Regions from separate parts of the Mus musculus genome. Here regions 1, 2 and 4 are each linked to region 3. A link is a contact called in public promoter capture Hi-C data. All regions are on one chromosome and are shown on one strand. Each heading gives the region's core, a stretch centred on a gene start, on an enhancer-like site or on the middle of the called end of the contact. The rest is flanking DNA. Distances are from core to core; before and after follow the strand shown. Region 1 holds the start of Rnf7 (ring finger protein 7). Region 2 holds the start of Ppp2r3a (protein phosphatase 2, regulatory subunit B'', alpha). Region 3 holds the start of Pik3cb (phosphatidylinositol-4,5-bisphosphate 3-kinase catalytic subunit beta). Region 4 holds the start of Zbtb38 (zinc finger and BTB domain containing 38).

Region 1 (4,530 bases), core at 957-3,456, 2.7 Mb before region 3:
CTACATAAACCTGGATGGCCGTCTTAGAGATCATTAAGTAGACCAAGTTGGCCTTGAAATCAGAGATCCATCTTCTGCCTCCCAAGTGCGGGATTAAAAGGTGTGTGCCACCACGCCCAGAATAAACAAACAAACAAACTTAACTATATATATTTAAAAGCCAATCTCAGCCGGGTGTGGTGGTGTACGCCTTTAATCCCAGTGCCTGGGAGGCAGAGGCAGGTGGATTTCTGAGTTCGAGGCCAGCCTGGTCTACACAGAGAAACCCTGTCTCGAAAAACAAACAAACAAAAAGCCAATCTCTGGCCAGATAGACTGCTCAAAAATTAAAGTGCTTGCATGAGTTTAAGCCTTGGGACCCACATGGCAGGAGAAAAGAAGCAACTCCCAATACTCTTCTTCTATGTCACACTCACACTCACACACACACACACACACACACACACACACACACACACACACACACACAGAGTTCTTCTATGTGTCCGCCCCCACCACAACTCTAAGTAAATTTTGTTGTTTTTAAAGACAGGGTTTCTTGTGTAGTACTGGCTATCCTGGAATTTGCTGTTAGATCAGGTTGTCATGGAACTCAAGAGACCCACCTGCCTATGGCTCCCAAGTGCTGGGATTAAAGAATGCACCATTAACAACAGGGTAATAAAATAATGATGATGATGATTTAAAAAAAAAAAGCGGGCGTGGTGGTGGACCCCTTTAATTTCAGCACTCGGGAGGCAGAGGCAGGTGGATTTCTGAGTTGGAGGCCAGCCTGGTCTACAAAGTGAGTTCCAGGACAGCCAGGGCTACACAGAGAAACCCTGTCTCGAAAAAACCAAAACAAACAAAAAAGATTTATTCATTATTTGTTTTTAAGATGGGGTCCCACTACTTAGCCTTGGTTGTGTAGACCAGGCTGGCCTAAGGCGCACAGAGATCTGTTTATCTTTGCTTCTCGAGTACTAAGTTTAAAGATATCACCACACCTGGCCAGAATAAAATTTCTAAGCAAAGCTTGTGCTGCCTCTGCCCCCATGCCTCAGCCTCCCGAGTGCTGGCATTTCAGACATTCGCAACCACACTCAACCCTAAAATGGAAATCACTGCCCAGCTCCTAAGCAAGGATGAGGGGTGGAACAGCTGGATTTTAGTGTTTTAGTCAAATCAGATTCTACATAGAAACTAGTGTCTGGGTCTACAATTAAATGTAAAAAGTAAAGTTTGGGAGCCCTGATGAAGCAAGTCCAAAGACAAAGAATAGACTGTGGAATCTCTTGATGCTACGTTTAAAGTCTCAAAGCCAAGAAACGCGCACATTTTCAAACTGCAGAAATCTATTTCAACTACTCCCCAGTCGCCCTGTAAAGCAACCTCACAGTAATCTAAAATTTTATGTTTATGCTACCTGCATCTGGGTTTGCATACCAAATGTGCCTAATGCCCTCAAGGGCCATAATGGGGTGCTGGAGTTATTGGAACAGGAGTTAGAGGGTGGTGAGTTGCCATGTGGGTGTGGAAAATCGAACCCGGGTTCTCTGTTAAGAACAAGCTTGTGCTCTTAACTGTGGAAACATCTCTCCGGTCACTGAGCCTCATTTCGGTTATGAGACAGAATCCGTATAGTGGCGCAGGCTCGCAATTTCCAGTTTTTGGGAGGTGCGCCCTCCTGGGTTCTAAGCCAACCTCGGCTAAATGGGCAAGCTCTAATCCTGAGGAACGTGAGAGCATCTCAAAGACGAACATCCCAACCCTCAGATCTACGCGAGGGATCCGCTGGGAGATTTGCTGGCCGCAGGGCCGGAGGTTCCCCTCGGGTATCCCGGTCACGCCCCCTCCCCCCCGCCCCCATAGGAACCATCCCGTGTCTGGCGGCCCGGCCCGGCCCAGCACTCGCCGGCTCGGCCCAGCTCGCGGTCCCGGCTTCGCCTGCATCGCTTACCCATCACCTGGACCCTGCAGATGGCACAGGTATCGCACTCAACGTCCCAGCTCCACATGGCTACCGCGTTCCACTTCTTGAGAGAGAACATCTTGTCGCCTCCCGACTTGGAGCCTGCGCTCCCGGAGTGCGAAGAAAGGACGCAGGGTTCCTCGCCGTCCTCCACGTCGGCCATGGCGGCGGCGCAGAACGGCGACGCGGACGTTGGGCGCGGAGGCGGGAGGTACGGTGGCTCAGCGGGGCCACAACACACGCCACGGAGCCTCCCGCAGGCACGGGCGGGCGGGCGGAGCCAGACGGCGATGATTGGATGGCGCGCGCCAGTGACGTCACGAGGGGCTGGGCAAGGCCTGTACAGAGAACCCCAGCGCTTGCTAAAGTGGCCAAAGGCCAGTTGCTGTAGGGCAGGCCCGGGTCAGTAAGCGAGCATTGTCTGGAGTTACATTGTATTAAACTCGGGGGAGTCTCAGAAATCACATCGTCCCTGTCTTCATTTGTCTCCTTTCTCCCAAATGTAAAACTATCAAGAGTAGGGACAGAATTCTCATCACTGTAACCTCCGTATCTTACAAAATGGTTGGCCTTGAATTCAGATTCATTTATTTATTTATTTATTTATTTATTTATTTATTTATTTATTTATTTATTTTTGGTTTTTCGGCAGCCGGGCGTGGTAGCTCACACCTTTAATCCCAGCACTCGGGAGGCAGAGGCAGGCGGATTTCTGAGTTCAAGGCCAGCCTGGTTACAAAGTGCGTTCCAGGACAGCCAGGGCTATACAGAGAAACCCTGTCTCGCAACAAGCAAGCAAGCAAGCAAGCAAGCAAACAAACAAAATATATGTTTTTTTAAACTTTATTTTATGTGCATTGCTGTGAGGTGTCAGATTCCTTGGAAAGGACCTGGAGTTACAGACAGTTGTGATCTGCCATGGAGGTGCTGAGGATTGAACCCCGGTCGTTTGGAAGAACAGACCATGGTTTTAACCACTGAGTCATCCCTCCAGACACTACATTTGTTTGTTTGTTTGTTTGTTTGTTATTGTTCTCAGGTGACAGAGAATAGGTAAGCAGAAGGGCAAGAACGCAATGCTTAAGCAAATGTGTGCTGGGGAGAAAGCAGAGTGAGCCAGCCAGGGAAGGGCCAGGCAGTGGGCCCCTGGGACTGTGGTTAGGTCCCTCCCACCAGGCTTTGTCTCAGATCACTTGGCCAGCATTGAAGGAAAGCTTGGATGAAAAAGCAAAACAAATGTTCCTGCCTCGTGCTCAGCTCACGTCCACCGCCATCCTTCAGGCTACTCTTACCAACGGGGGTGGTGGTGTCCATCCTTACCGGTTAAGCCAATTAGAAGTATATGGGGCAGTGGCCGTGCACACCTTACTCTGAGCACTTGGGAGACAGCAGCAGGTGGATCCTTGTGAGTTATAAGGCCAGCCTGGTCTACAAATCAAGTTTCGGGCAACCAAGGCTACACAGAGAAGCCTTGTCTCGAAAAACAAAAACAAACAAAAAAGTACGAGTCCTTTATTCGTGCAGGACCAAATTCCGGCGCATGCCTCAGAGTCTCTTGGTGTCGCAGCTCAGGGATACGGTGTTTCTAAAGGCAAACCCCACAAAGACCACAACTCACATGAAAGTCAGATGACAGAACAATCTTGAAACGTTCATTTCTGACAGAACATGGTGATTTTTTTTTCCAGACGTAACATGAAAGTTACTTTTGACTTGTGCCTTCTTCAGTTATTTTAGTTTACATTAATTATTTTGGTTTATACATCGGGACCATGGTCCAGGCCACAGAAGTCCCAAATGTGCTGGGAGGGTAGATGTGGGCATGGAGGTGGGTGAGGAGAGGACTGAGAAGTGCCTAAGCCAATGCACAGGGAGTCGGGACAAGATGGCACAAGATGGCGTTTCTGTGGTCACTTCCTCTGCGGGAGAGTCTTTATTCCTTTGTTGAGAACACTGGGAGAGAGATGCTTGGTTTTGTTTTAGAGACTTCCCTTTAACACAAACACGTTTGAGCCCTTCAGGAAAGACCTTATTCCCATCGCGATTGAGTTTCCACTGTTTATTTCTCCACTCCTCATTCCTTCCTGCCATTCATCTTTATGAAAATAATCTTCCCTGTGGCTGAAGAGGAAAAGCTCTCCGGGGCTTCTTAAATTCAGTCCTTGGCGGCAGCCTGTGAACTACACAGCCGAGGTTAGTCAGAAAAATGGCAGGCTTTAATTTGTAGAAGTTAGAATTCACAGAAGAGACAAAAGGCAGCCTGGGCTTGGAGTTTGTACACCTGGTGAATAAAGGAAGAGGAGGTTTAAGAAGAGGAGGGAGGGCGTTAGTTTTCTTTCTGTTTCTATGATAAAGGCAGCGTTCCAAAGCCCCTGAGGGAGAAAACTGTTTGGCTTATACATCTAGATCACTATCCCTCAAAGCAAAGGCAGGAATGAACTCAGGATGGTCCTTTGGTGTTTTGCCTGCAGATGTGTGTGTCTTCATGAGGGTATCAGAAGCCCTAGAACGGGAATTACAGACTATAATGAGCTGCCGTGTGGGTGCTGGGCATTGAACCAGGGTCCTCTGGATGAACA
Region 2 (4,044 bases), core at 785-3,284, 2.1 Mb after region 3:
AAAGGGAGGCATCCTCCCCCTTACTTGGCGGGGTTCTGTTGTGGTTATTTTGCTGAGGTGTAAGGCAGAGCTAAGGGGATGTCAAGAAGAGCTTCAGAGACGGAAAACTTGAGTTACTTGTTGAAAGGTGACAGAGCCCTGTTCAACTGGAACTGAAATGTGTGGCTGACAAGTTTAAGTTATTACCTTCAAATAGTCTGTACTGCAGAACTGCCCAACCTTATTCCCTTCCTGCTCAAGCAAAATTTCCTCTCTCGGAGGATACGAGGTTTTAGCAGAACCTTAAGGCCAGATTACCTAGACCAAGATAAAGCCAGATAGTCACTGTGTAAAATGCTAAGCTACTTTTTAATATATGCAAATCATATGTGTGAATGTTAAAGCATTAGCTGCCTACTATTCAGGTTGTTGGTGTTTAAAGCTATCATTGAATCCAACCACATGGGCCTTGGGATAGACTTTTCCAGTGTGTGTGTGTGTGTGTGTGTGTGTGTGTGTGTGTGTATAAACAAAACAAAAATCAAACAAACAAACCCCCAAAGAACCGCAAAACTTTGTATTCCTGACCTGAGCTTTCCAGGCTGTGTAAAAGATCCATTTTTCCCCTCTCACGAGTATCTCATGCCATAAGTTTTGTCAGAAGTGGTGAGACAGCCTTTTGAATGCAATAAACGTGAATAAATTGCATGCAAATCAGGAGCCGTCTACAGATTTTTAAGAACGCTTTCAGTAATCGTCATGGAGACCAGTGAAAGAAACTGAGATAATTTTTAACGATGCCAAGGAAAGCCCTGTGTTTACTACAACACGAGCCTGCTGCCTGCTTAGCTGGACGCCCATGCTCTGACCTAGTATGGCAATTCTTAGGGTCCCTGTGCTTGATGCTCTGTTTACAAGAAACTGAGGCCAGACACTAAGGAAGAACAAAGAAAAATGCCTGGCACCAAAGAGGCGGGGGACGTTTTGTACATAACTGAAGATCCGTGGAGGAACTCTTTTCCAATTTTGAAAGGCACTACAAATCATCCTCTCCGCTTACGTGTTCAAGCATTTATTCTATGTTCTTAAACTATTTTCTACAAAGAAAATACCTTATAATTTACAAACAGCAATTTGTCCTCCCCCCTCTGCATCTGCAGACCATCAAGCGGGATAAAATTTCCCTAGGCTTTATCAGAGTGGGAGGAATGGAAATAATGTGAGCACAACACAGTTCCGATGCAACATCAACTCCAAGCCGGGCCAGCTGGTTTCCATCGAGCGGTCCCCAAGGAGAACGCCCCTCAAGCCTGCAGCCCGGCCGGCGCGACCGTGGGACCGGCTGAGGTGCTCGCAGCTCAGCCACTCGGTCGCCCGATACCTTTGTTTCAGGTGCCCCTGTGCCCAGAGTGGCTGGGATCCCGCCCGCAGCCCCGAACTGGTGACACATCCTTCTTTGGCCAAGTCGGGCCGAGGCCGGGCAGGGGGCGGGGAAGGAAAATAAAGCCTCAGCGCCTAACGACGTGACTCTCAGTTCTTCCAGAACCTTGGCATTTGCTGCCCTGCCAAGCTTTCCTGTTAACGAGTTCCCGGCCCGGGCGTCCCGCGAGGTGGGAGGCGCCGGCCATCCGGCCCCCTGGCCTCCTCCGCGGAGCTCCCGGGCCACCGTTCTCCACGGCCGCCAGCCCCGGGAGTCCTCTGGCGTGGCGTGCCTGCGCTCCACCAGGAGTCCCTTCACCGCGCGCGGCCCCTGCGGCCAGGCCAGACCCCGCCCCCGGCCCCGCCCGCCCCGGTCTCTGTGCGCCGCCCCTCGGCCTCGCCAGCCCGTGGAGGGCCGGGGGCTCCCAAGGAGAACCGGCCTAAGGCCCCGCGTCTGTGCGCCTACCTCAGTGCCCGCTGCTCCTCCTCCCGCGGCTGCCTCGGCTCGCAGGCGACGCGCACACGCCACCCCGGCTTCCCGCAGCGCGGGGTCTGGGCCGCTTACGCCGCGCGTGAGGAGCCGAGGCCTGAGCGCGCCCCGCCCAGCCGCCCAGCAGCTTAGCTGCCCGCCAGCGCCACAGCCCCGCCCACTAGCGCCACAGGCCCGCCCACCAGACACGCCCCCTCGGCCCCGGCCCCGCCCACCTGGCCGTGCTGGGTTCCTCCCACTCTCCTTCCTCCGAAAGGGGGCCCTGAGGGGCACTGCGAGAGCCGTCGCCTCGGCCGCCGCTGTGATTTACTTAGTGTAATGGAGAAGGCTATTCGCACTATTTGGGGACTGAATTTCATGTTAAGAGTATACACTTTATGATGGCCGTCATTATTTTTATTACCCTTCTTACTGTCCTCTTCGATAACTGTCCTGCTCTTCCGGGAGGCTATCCCATCTGACTACAGTCTACACTCTTACTGTGGCCCACACCAGCATGCTCCTATTCGCTCAACCCAAGTTGTGTGAATTTTGAACGAAGAGTTTATTTATTTATTTATTTTAAGCGAATTGTTAACAGAATAAAAATTGTTAAATAAACAAAGCTATGTAAAACAAATGCACAACTTAATGGAGTGTTCTGAAACATTTGCAATTTTGATTTCTTAAGCTTTGACCCTAGCTAAAATAATAAGCGAGGTTTGCTTTTACTAAAAGTGGGAAATAAATGGGCTGACTGGGCTAGGGATGTAACCCCGTTGGTATAGTAAACGAGGATAAAACCACATAAACTGGGAGAGGTAATGTATGTCTGCAAAGCTCTGCAGAGGTGGAGGAGGCTAGATAGAGAACAAGAAGTTCCAAGTGTTTGAACTTTGGTGACATTGCTGCTACTTTGAGGCCAACCTGGGCTACATGAGTACCACAGCTAAACAATAAAAATAATGCAGTTCAATTCTAAATTAAAAAGTCAATCAATCATTATGTAAGCACATAGGTAAAACAAGCAAGCCAGTCAGGGGAAGGAACAGTACGTGACATTTGGTCACGTAGAGGTGAAGAACCAGATGTAGATAAGACTTTAAAGAGCCAGGCATTAGGCAAACTGTGAGAACAGGCTCTGCGTACGTGTTTTATCTCTTCCTTTCTGTCAACATTTCTTAGCAAAACAACAGTTGCTTACAGAGTGCCTTATGTGTACATGTGAAATCATATGTGATGTGTACATACATTTAGGTATAGATGGTGCATACAAAATGTATACAATTTCACATTCTGTAGCTATGTGTAAGGTTGATTATAAGAAATATATTTTTATTTTTAAAAGAAAAATGTATATAAAATTGCCTCAAACAGGCTCTACATCCTGAGTCATTTCACCAAGTTAATCTTTTTAATAGCTAGAATGTGGTCTTCGTTGTCTTGAAAGAAGAAAAACCATCACACACCCAACTTTATACTTTCCTATTTTAAAAGTCCTTCACCATACCGCGTTGAATATCTTCTTTTGTGTCAGAACAATCCTGTGAAGAAGGAAGGGCAAGACACAAAGAAGTGACAAAGGTCACAGAACAGTTTTTGATGGTAAGGACAGGAAGTACACAGAGAATCACAGAACTTCAACACCTTACCCCCTGCCTTTACCTTTGGACTCCTGTGGGGCCTTTGCCCTCCATTTACTTACACAGTCCACTGGAATGAAAAGGACATAATCCCTCCTGGGTGTGGAGGAGCATGCCTGCAATTCTAGAAGATTAGAAGTTCAAGGCTGGCTACGGGTCATAACAAGTCAGCTAGCCTGGGCTGCATGAGAATCTGTCTCAATAAGTAGGAAGTAAATAAATAAAACCCCTGTTCCAGAAAAGGACACAATTTCATGCCTGGAAATTTGATTCAATACAATAGAACCATCCTCTATCTTAGTGAATTACCAACTTATCACAGTTATTGAACTCCAGTCTCTAAGGAAGGTGTTATGGATAGAATGTACAGTCTTTGTGCATAGTCAAGAAATAAAGAAATATTTGAGAATAAATGAGAAATTTGTTATCATAATAGAGGAATAGTCTTGAACAGAGTTCTTTTGTGGTAGGGAGAGAAAATGGTATACATTTTCTCAGGGAAGGGGACATCTGAACAACTTTATGATGAAAAAA
Region 3 (4,069 bases), core at 673-3,172:
AGCACAAGAAAAGCAACCTGATTTTTCCACTTTGTAAAAACACCCTGAAGGTGGAATGTCCTAGTCAGTGTGTGAATCACGAGGGTAAACTAAAGATGCTTCTTAAATCCTTTTGGCTTTAGTGACTACAATTTCAATTTTACCATTTCAGATTTTTGGTCTTCCAAAACTTGGGCAATAGCCTAATCCAAGCCACCCTGATCTTTCACACATTATATAGTCTTTCTACACAGTTCTGTCTTCTGCTTTCTTTTTTAAAAATCTGTGTGTGTGTGTGTTGTGTGTTCCTCAGATGCCACACATCTTATTTTTTTAGGTAGAGTCTCTCATTGGCCTAGGGTGCCATGATTCTGCTAAGCTAGCAGGTCTACCAGCAAACTCCTGGAATCTACTTGTGTGCCCCTCCCCAGCAATGGGACTACAAGTGGATGCCACCCTAACTTTTAACATCTATTCTGGATATGCCGAGTTCTGTAATCCAAAGACAAGGGAGAAAGAGGCATGAATCAAAGCCAGCCTAGTCTATAGAGTGAGTTCCAGACCACTGAGGACTAACACCGCAAAGTTCTGTCTCAAAAGATCCATAACACCGCAAGGTTCTGTCTCAAAAGATCCAAAACAAAATAAAACAAAACAAAACAAAAAAACTTACAAAGCAGTACCAAGACCCGCAAGTGATAATGAACTCCTGGAAACTCAGACTCCTTGGAGATTTCATTACGACTGGTATTCCCAAACATCCATTCAGCACTTCAGAATAAATACTCATCTAATTTAATTATGATGACTTCACCAGACAGTAAGTAACACTGCCCACAACGATGTTTACAAAAGCACTTGTCACTCCCTTCGGATGTAGCAATGCAGGAAAAAAGGAGTATGTTTCCATACTCTTCCTGTGTTTATACTCTGTAACAAGTGACAATTTAAGTGTCACTTCAGATGGGTTAAATACCAAAGTAAGTCAGGTAACATGTCCCACCACCATCTTCCACGTTGTGTAAACTCTGATTCTGATAGGATTCTTAGCACTAATTCACTCCGTACCCAAGACAGGTTTCCAAGTCAGCCTTTCCAAGAGAGAAACTACAGAATTCTAGGAAGAGACTACAGAATCCTACTCTGGCCGCTGTAAGATAACAGGCTCCTTCGTTAAGCAACTCGAGTTGAGCTTATTGCAACACTAGAGCGGTTCGGAAATAAATTTGCCCCCAATACCAACCTCTAGGAAGGAACAAGCCAGAGCCAGCAAGGATGCTGCAGTGAGCGACTCCCAAAAGCTCCCGTCCACCGAGCACTTACAGCGAGGTTAGCACGGCCTCCCGCAATCCCGGGAGGTGAGTATTCACAGTTCCCGCTTCACGTCTCCTCGGGGTATTTCAGCCAAGGCCGCGCGGGACGGGTTAGCCGCAGCACCGGGACTCTGACCGGTCTGAAACCGGAGAGCCCGGAATCGTGCGGTGAACGCTGCGCCGAAACACCTGAGGGTCCGCAGCCGCCGGGCGTCCGCACCGACACCGGCTGGGCCGTGCCGCGCCCGCTCTCTCTGTGGTCGCCCACCGGGCGCCCTCCGCTGCTCGGTGTCCGCCGCCCGAGGCCTGGGCGCCGCGTACCTCGGAGCCCGCGCTCCCGCGGCCGAGCCCGGCAGGAAGCGCCCGCCCGAGCCGCCAGCGCCGCAGCCCGCGCCGCCTCCCGCGCTCACCTGCCCCGCGCGCCGCCACCGGCTCCCGATCCCGCAGCGCCGTCAGCAGCTCCCGCAGCCGTGCCCGCCTGGCTCCGACACCCGCATGCCCCGCTCCCAGTCTCTTGCTGCCTTCGGGGCTCAGCGCGACACCCGCCCACCGCCCACGACCATGGCCGGCTCCGTCGCAGCCGCTGCACCGCCCGACGGAGCACGCGCGCGCCACCGCCGTGCCCGCGCCTGCGCGAGCGCGCGCGCGAGCCTCCCGGGCTCTCCTCCCCGCTGCCCGGCCCCGCCCACCCTCTAGGGCCAATCCCCCGACGCCCGCCTCCAGGCAGCCCCGCCCACTCACCGCGCAAGCCCCGCCCCTCGAGGGGAGGCAGCACCAGCCTCGCCCTGTGCGGCTGTCGGTGCCGCGTTCCTACTGCGCTGCCGGCGCGCTGGGGTTGGCTCGCAGAGCACTGCGGTGTCTGCAGCCCCCAGCTCGCCGCCTTCGGGAAAACCTGCACCTCCCGGTTCCGCTTCTCCGCAGACTCCCCTTTGTTCCCACGGCCCAGCTGGCCTTCCATTCCCTGCGATGTGAACGATCATTTAGATGTAAAGAGTCCAGCCTTTGAAACACTTCTGTGTTCGTCTCTGCACCACCGCAGCTGACGTTTGGCTGCCAAACCTTACACTTCGCCCAGCGCTTTTTTTTTTTTTTCTCGCCTCTGTCTCCCTGCTGTCGGGAAATTTCATGGCTCTTTAGTGAGACGCTTGAATTTCACTTACTGTCAGCCAAACCTTGGGCGCGGCGGATAGAGCTCAGCGGTAGGGCACTCACATAGCCTAAGAGGTCCTGCGTGGGATACTTGTAGTCTTTTTGTTTACATATAGTAAACCTACTGTAACCTAACGCCACTCTAACAATTCAAGCAAATACTTAAGTAGTCTAGGATAGAATCTACAAGTAGAAGGAAAATGAGACAAGGTGTCAAAACAATAGTTTGATTCTGCGGATGTAACTAAGTGATTTAAAAAAAAAAAAAAATCAAGCGTGGTGGCTAATGCCTATAAAGCTCTGCATTCAGGACCAGAAGGCAGGTGCATTGCCAGGCCAGCTAGGTTACTTCCTGAGTTGCAGACTAGGCAAAGCTGCATAGCAGGGACCCTGTCTCAAAAAAAAAACAAAAACAAAAACAAAAAACAGAGGTTAACCTATTTCACCATGCTTGTACAAGTTTGGGGTTTCTACAAGTAATTTTATGTGGAGCTTTTGAGGCTTCAGCCCATTGCCAGTGGGACATTAAATGCTTAACCCAACTGTGAAGCCCAGGTCTTTTCAGATGTCTAATGAATAGAATTCCCCTTAATATTTAGCGAGCTCACAGCCAGAAATGTCAGTAAAGGACCTTCACACGTTGATCCTCGACCCTTGTACCAAGCTTCTTCCTTCCCCTCCACCACAAGGTCAGTCTCATGTCCACCACAGAAGCAAAAGTATCTTGCACTAGACTAGCAATGGCTTTCTGACCAAGCAGAAAGGGTTGGTGACACAAGCCAGGCTGGCAGATCTGTGAGTTGAGGCCAGCTTGGTCTACAGAGCAAGTTCCAGGAAAGCTAGGAGTACACAGAGAAACCTGGAGAGAGAGAGAGAGACAGAGACAGAGAGAGAGAGAGAGAGAGAGAGAGAGGCAGACACAGAGACAGACAGAGACACAGAGACAGAGAGTAAAACAAGAAGCTTGCCAAATACCTGTGAAGTTTCTGTGAATATCGGGGATGGAAATGCTAGAATAGGAATGTACTATGACAAAGAGTGGATCGAGGCCTAATCTTTACACTGTTCTTTGCTGATAGTATTGCTATGCAGTACTTGGAAAAGCTACTCTGGGAGATTAGACTGTACACCAGTGAGTTTCGAATCGTCTGTGTGTGATAAGAGTTCTGTGATGTATTCCTCTTCGCGTTGTTTTGTCGCTAAGATCCTCACCCACTTGTCATCGGGACCTTATAAAGAATGAGTGCACTTTGGATGTATATGAATGACTTAATCACACATTCATGCTTTGATTTGTAGTCCTGCATGTTTTAAAAGCTTTGAGCTTGAAATGATACACAATAGCTTGAAAGGGTGCAAACAGAATAGTGGCTTGTTTGGCTAGAGGGTAATAATTTGAGTAGATAATTAGGTTTTCTGGTTTTCAAAAGTTTTGCTACAATAAAATCTTGTGTTGTTTTAGAGGAAGGGATTAAATGCCTGTCAGCCCCAGAAAGCTAGGTTCAGGCACCCATACCCATCCCCCACCCCCAACCTAGCAATGAGAGAGACACGTAATCAGGAGATAGGAGTGCATGCATCCCAAAGAAACATCCTTATGGAATCTGTGAATGTGACCTTAGCTGAAA
Region 4 (4,324 bases), core at 1,636-4,135, 2.4 Mb before region 3:
GTTCGATAAAATAATAAATGAATCCAGAGGCCTTATGATTGTGGATCAACTGAAAGCACAAGTCTAACAGATGTTAAAAGTGGACAAGAATTAAAATTCGAATTGAAAAGCAAGAACTTTGAAACATCAACGACTGTGGTCTGTCCCGGTGACCGATGGCATTGTGTAGCTGCCGGAAGGAGGAGCAGTTAGGGAGAGCCATGACTGTGGGCTTGCCCACCAACTCTGCCTCTTTCCACTTCAGGTAGAGTTTAGACTGCAGGCTTCTGGAGGACAGGCATTTAACTGCAAACTTTGTGGCTCCAGCAGAGCATTGTGCAAGGCTGCGCCCAGTACAGCAAGGGCTGGCTGTAAAGCCTCCCACGCCATGCTACTCCCAAGGCCTGCTACGGTCTGCACATTTCAATCCCATACATTTCTTCTGCCTCCACTCTCAGGAGTACCGTTGAGGAGTAAATTGTTTTTTTTTTTTTAAATATATTTATTTATTTTACTTATAGGAGTATACTCTAGCTGTCTTCAGACACACAAGAAGAGGCCATCGGATTCCATTACAGATGTGGTTGCTGGGAATTGAACTCAGGACCTCTGGAACAGTCAGTGCTCTTAACCGCTGAGCCATCTCTCCAGCCCCCAGAGGAGTAAATTATTAACACACTGCCTGACACATAAAGACACACAATCGTTTGACAAATGGTAGCTGTTTCTGTCACTGCCTAGGACTTCGGAACCACATATAAGTTAGAGCTTAGTGTGCTGGCCTGTCAGGACATCTGCGTGAGAAACACAAATGTCTCTTCATGCTTGCATACTCTACCGCTAGCAGGGGGCTCACTCTACAGCAAGTGGAGAAGCTGGCAGCATGTCTGCCCTGGCCTCAACCCGCCACGGGTAACAACAACAACTCAGTTAAACACTCCGGCCTTCCATCTTGTTTTCGGATCCTTACGACTTGAGGAAGCCACAGATCTATCAAGACACACACACAAAAGTTCTCATCACATCTACCAGTAGAGCTAACATGAGCTGAGCCTGTTGCCTTGAAGTTTCGTTTGCTAGTTCTCCCTCTGCACAGAGGCCTGGCACACCGTGTGTTCTTAATAACAGACTGCTTGAGAGTCGTGGAAATTTCGTAGTACACAAACCTGGCAGGTCGAACTCATGATTCAGTAACCTTGAGGATTCTTTTAGAAACTGCCATTTCTTATTTCATGCTGACTAAGGAAAGACATAGACCTCAGTTACCTCAGAACACGCCAGCCTTGACGGAGTTAGCTTCTGTGCTTTGGCAGAAATCACTCGGAAATCCTTGGTTCTGAGCCCGCCATGTCTTCCATATCAAGATCTAAGAGAAGATGAAAGTGCAGGGATTCAGGACTAGTGTCTAGGATTCAGGACTAGTGTCTAGGACTCAGGACTAGTGTCTAGGATTCAGGACTAGTGTCTAGGATTCAGGACTAGTGTCTAGGATTCAGGACGAGTGTCTAGGATTCAGGATTTCAGCCACAAAAGTCATTGCCGTTAGTATATGTGAGGTGCCTTTAGGACATCGGGAACTCCACCAAGTGCTCTCAGCGGATGGGTAAATCTCCGTAACACCCCTCAGCTGTAGGGAACAGTTCCCCATTTTACAGCTGCAAACAGTGCCGTGAACCTGTTTCTGGAGGTCACCCTGGGTGAGTGTCGGGATTCAAACCCAGGTTAACATCAGCACAAACCCAGTCTGATTTGGGTGCAAAATCCCCACCACAGAACGCTAAATTGGAGTCTTAAAGGCTTTTTTGACAGTGACCCATTTTATTACAAATGATGTTATATAAGCCAAAGGCTTCATTAAACTATGCTTATCTGTACTGTGTGCAACGGTTACTTTTTCTAGTCTTTTCGCACTATATATTCTAATCTTTTCAAAATTTTCAGCAATGACCCATCAAAGGAATTCTAATGCGTGTTTGGTCCTGGAAAAACACTGGTAGAAGGCCTATCATCCTAGCAGTCAGTCAACCGCTGCAAGTGGCAAGTTCGAAACCAGCTTGGGCTAACCTATTAACCATTCTAGGCTCCTTAACCAGACCCTGTCACAAAACACAAACTCTGCTCTTTGATCTTAGCTACTGTAAGACGCTATAAGTTTCTCTGAAACCACAACAAAACGAGTCTTTCCAGCCACGCGAACCAGAGCAAGCACTTGAGCTTCCCAATTAGGTGAATGCCCTTTAACCTTTCAAATATGCATACGCAACATAAACGGTTATCATTTAGAACCGATCATTACAAGGGTTTTCCAATCAGGCCCAATATCCAGAATGGGAACCAGGCACTTACCCACCGCAAAGCAGGAGTTATAAAGTGGAAGCGCAGACAGATTAAAATCTCAGGTTATTTATCAGCTAACCTGCAAAGAGGTGTCTAAAGGCTGACTGTTGAATTGTCCCAACGGACAGACGGCTGCAGCAAGCAGGAGCAGGAGGCCAAGGCTGCAACCCCTGGAGGCAGGGCCCTGCCTTTGAACATCCGGTTCAATTCCAGGGGCTTGGTGTCGCACTAGGATCTCATCGCGAACGGGTAGGGTCAGGAAGCAGCCCGGGTTTGCGCTTCACCGGAGGGGAGGCGCGACAGTCCCGAGCCCCAGGTGCGCGTCACTCCCCGCTGCCCCCCTGCAGCCGAGCCTGGTGGGGCGGGACGCGGGCACCTGCGGACGCTGGCTGCTCCGTAGGCTCCGCTCCGCTCCGCGTCCGCTGCAGCCCGGCGCGAGCGCTGCCCACCGGCTCCCGCCTCCCCACCTCCACGCCCCGGAGTCGCGCGGACCCCGCGCACTTACGGGGCTCCGCTCCGCCGCCCGCGCGCTTCCCGCGGGGTCCATGGCGCTTCCGGACCTGCGAGTCCGGCCGCAGCGCCGCCCAGAAAATGGACGCCGGCGGCTGGGCCCGGACGCCCCGGTCTGCCCCTGGTGCAGTGCAGGCCGGACGGTCGCTCGACCTCGGGCGCCGACGCGCAGGGCTTCCGGGACGCTGCAGGCCGCGAGGCTCCCGCACCCCCCGGCGCCACTGCGGCAGAGCCAGGCTCGCACAGATGCTGCGCAGCCACCGAGCAGGCCCCGGGCACCCTATGCAGTTTTAACCCGCACCAAATTCTGAGAACAGGGTGTCACCTGTGCTTTCTCATGGCTGTCAGGGGACGCCTGGATTATTTCCCACCATGGTATAAGAACTGTTTCATGCAATGAAAAAAATAAAAGCCACCGACTGCCCGCTGACATCCTTCCCACACAGATTCGCAGTGTGGCACCTACTGCCCCACGCACACCTAAGTGCAGGTGTTTGTTTTGAACCATCCAGCATTGAGTCTTTAGTATTTTTTGTTTGTTTTTAGTTTTTGATTTTGTGTGTGTGTGTGTGTGTGTGTGTGTGTGTGTGTGTCCTTTGGAAAACGACTCGCTCCCTGGCAAAACCTTAAGGTTTTGAAAAAGGGTATTTTCCTGGAATACAGTACTTGCCATTTATGCACCCCAGTTCCTTGACCAAACATTAAGAATATGATCATTTTGGTGAGCTGAGTAGATTTTTAATACTATATGCAAAGTAAAGCCCCATAAACGATGCAGGAAGAATGGTGTCACTTAAAAAAATGCAGAGTTGTGAAGGCTGACAGGTTGGGCAACGTGCATACACATGTAACGAGCAGTTCCCGACCTTCTCGATGCCAAACACCCTTTTATTCTCTCGCTCCATAGGCCAGTGTTCACAGATTAACTCCACTAAACTGCATGTATTAAGTAATGATTCATCTTCCCCTTAAAAAAAAAGGGAGCTTGAATGTTTTTGTCTACATAACTGCCAATGAGAACTTCCACAAGACCTGATCTAACTTGTTGGCAATGGTAGATACCAGCCTTAAAAAACAAAACTGAAGAAACTCGTGGTCTAATTGCCTGTTTGTGTTTCCATTGAGGCTTTTAGAAACTCTGAAGATGATTTTAAAATTCGGGAAAACTGGTGCACAAAGACTGGGAAGTCTGTAAGCTGTATGGCTGTGGCTGATTCCCTGGGACCGGTGGGAGGTAGCGGGCAAGGTTGGTTGGCCTTCTGGATTCAGCAGGCCTGTGTTGACAGCCTAGGTTTGTTGCTATGTACGGCCACTTCTCTGACCTTCAGCTTTGGTACCTAACATGCAATATGTTTTAGTATTAATGTCTACCTCCTAGGTGATTTTTTTAAATTGAATTAAATAATACACGTGGATCATTTACAATAGCACCTAGCATTGTAAGTGCTCTCTAACTTCAGACACGTCTGAGCATTGAAGGTTAACTATTCTGAGTTAG

What was found. Promoter capture Hi-C pulls out the DNA fragments that hold promoters and counts their contacts.
Region 1: a promoter capture Hi-C map of liver shows a contact between it and region 3, with 7 times the contacts expected there. The contact joins the promoter of Rnf7 here to the promoter of Pik3cb in region 3. A contact is called at or near these places in 2 of 39 promoter capture datasets (erythroid cells and liver).
Region 2: a promoter capture Hi-C map of pre-B cells shows a contact between it and region 3, with 7 times the contacts expected there. The contact joins the promoter of Ppp2r3a here to the promoter of Pik3cb in region 3. A contact is called at or near these places in 2 of 39 promoter capture datasets (liver and pre-B cells) and 1 of 484 Hi-C or Micro-C datasets (CD8 T cells).
Region 4: a contact with region 3 is called in a promoter capture Hi-C map of liver, with 3 times the contacts expected there. The contact joins the promoter of Zbtb38 here to the promoter of Pik3cb in region 3. A contact is called at or near these places in 3 of 39 promoter capture datasets (liver, pre-B cells and stem cell-derived epiblast-like cells) and 1 of 9 other capture datasets (pancreatic islet).

The regions. Positions count from the first base shown.
Region 1 is chr9:96,476,469-96,480,998 of GRCm38.p6, forward strand. Rnf7 (ring finger protein 7) reads right to left here and starts at 2,207. Exons shown (of 3, transcript NM_011279.3): 1 at 1,940-2,207. The coding sequence starts at 2,114.
Region 2 is chr9:101,249,798-101,253,841 of GRCm38.p6, forward strand. Ppp2r3a (protein phosphatase 2, regulatory subunit B'', alpha) reads right to left here and starts at 2,035. Exons shown (of 14, transcript NM_001161362.3): 1 at 1,865-2,035.
Region 3 is chr9:99,138,289-99,142,357 of GRCm38.p6, forward strand. Pik3cb (phosphatidylinositol-4,5-bisphosphate 3-kinase catalytic subunit beta) reads right to left here and starts at 1,923. Exons shown (of 24, transcript NM_029094.3): 1 at 1,703-1,923. It also overlaps the pseudogene Gm2773.
Region 4 is chr9:96,716,965-96,721,288 of GRCm38.p6, forward strand. Zbtb38 (zinc finger and BTB domain containing 38) reads right to left here and starts at 2,886. Exons shown (of 3, transcript NM_001359959.1): 1 at 2,822-2,886; 2 at 1,246-1,345.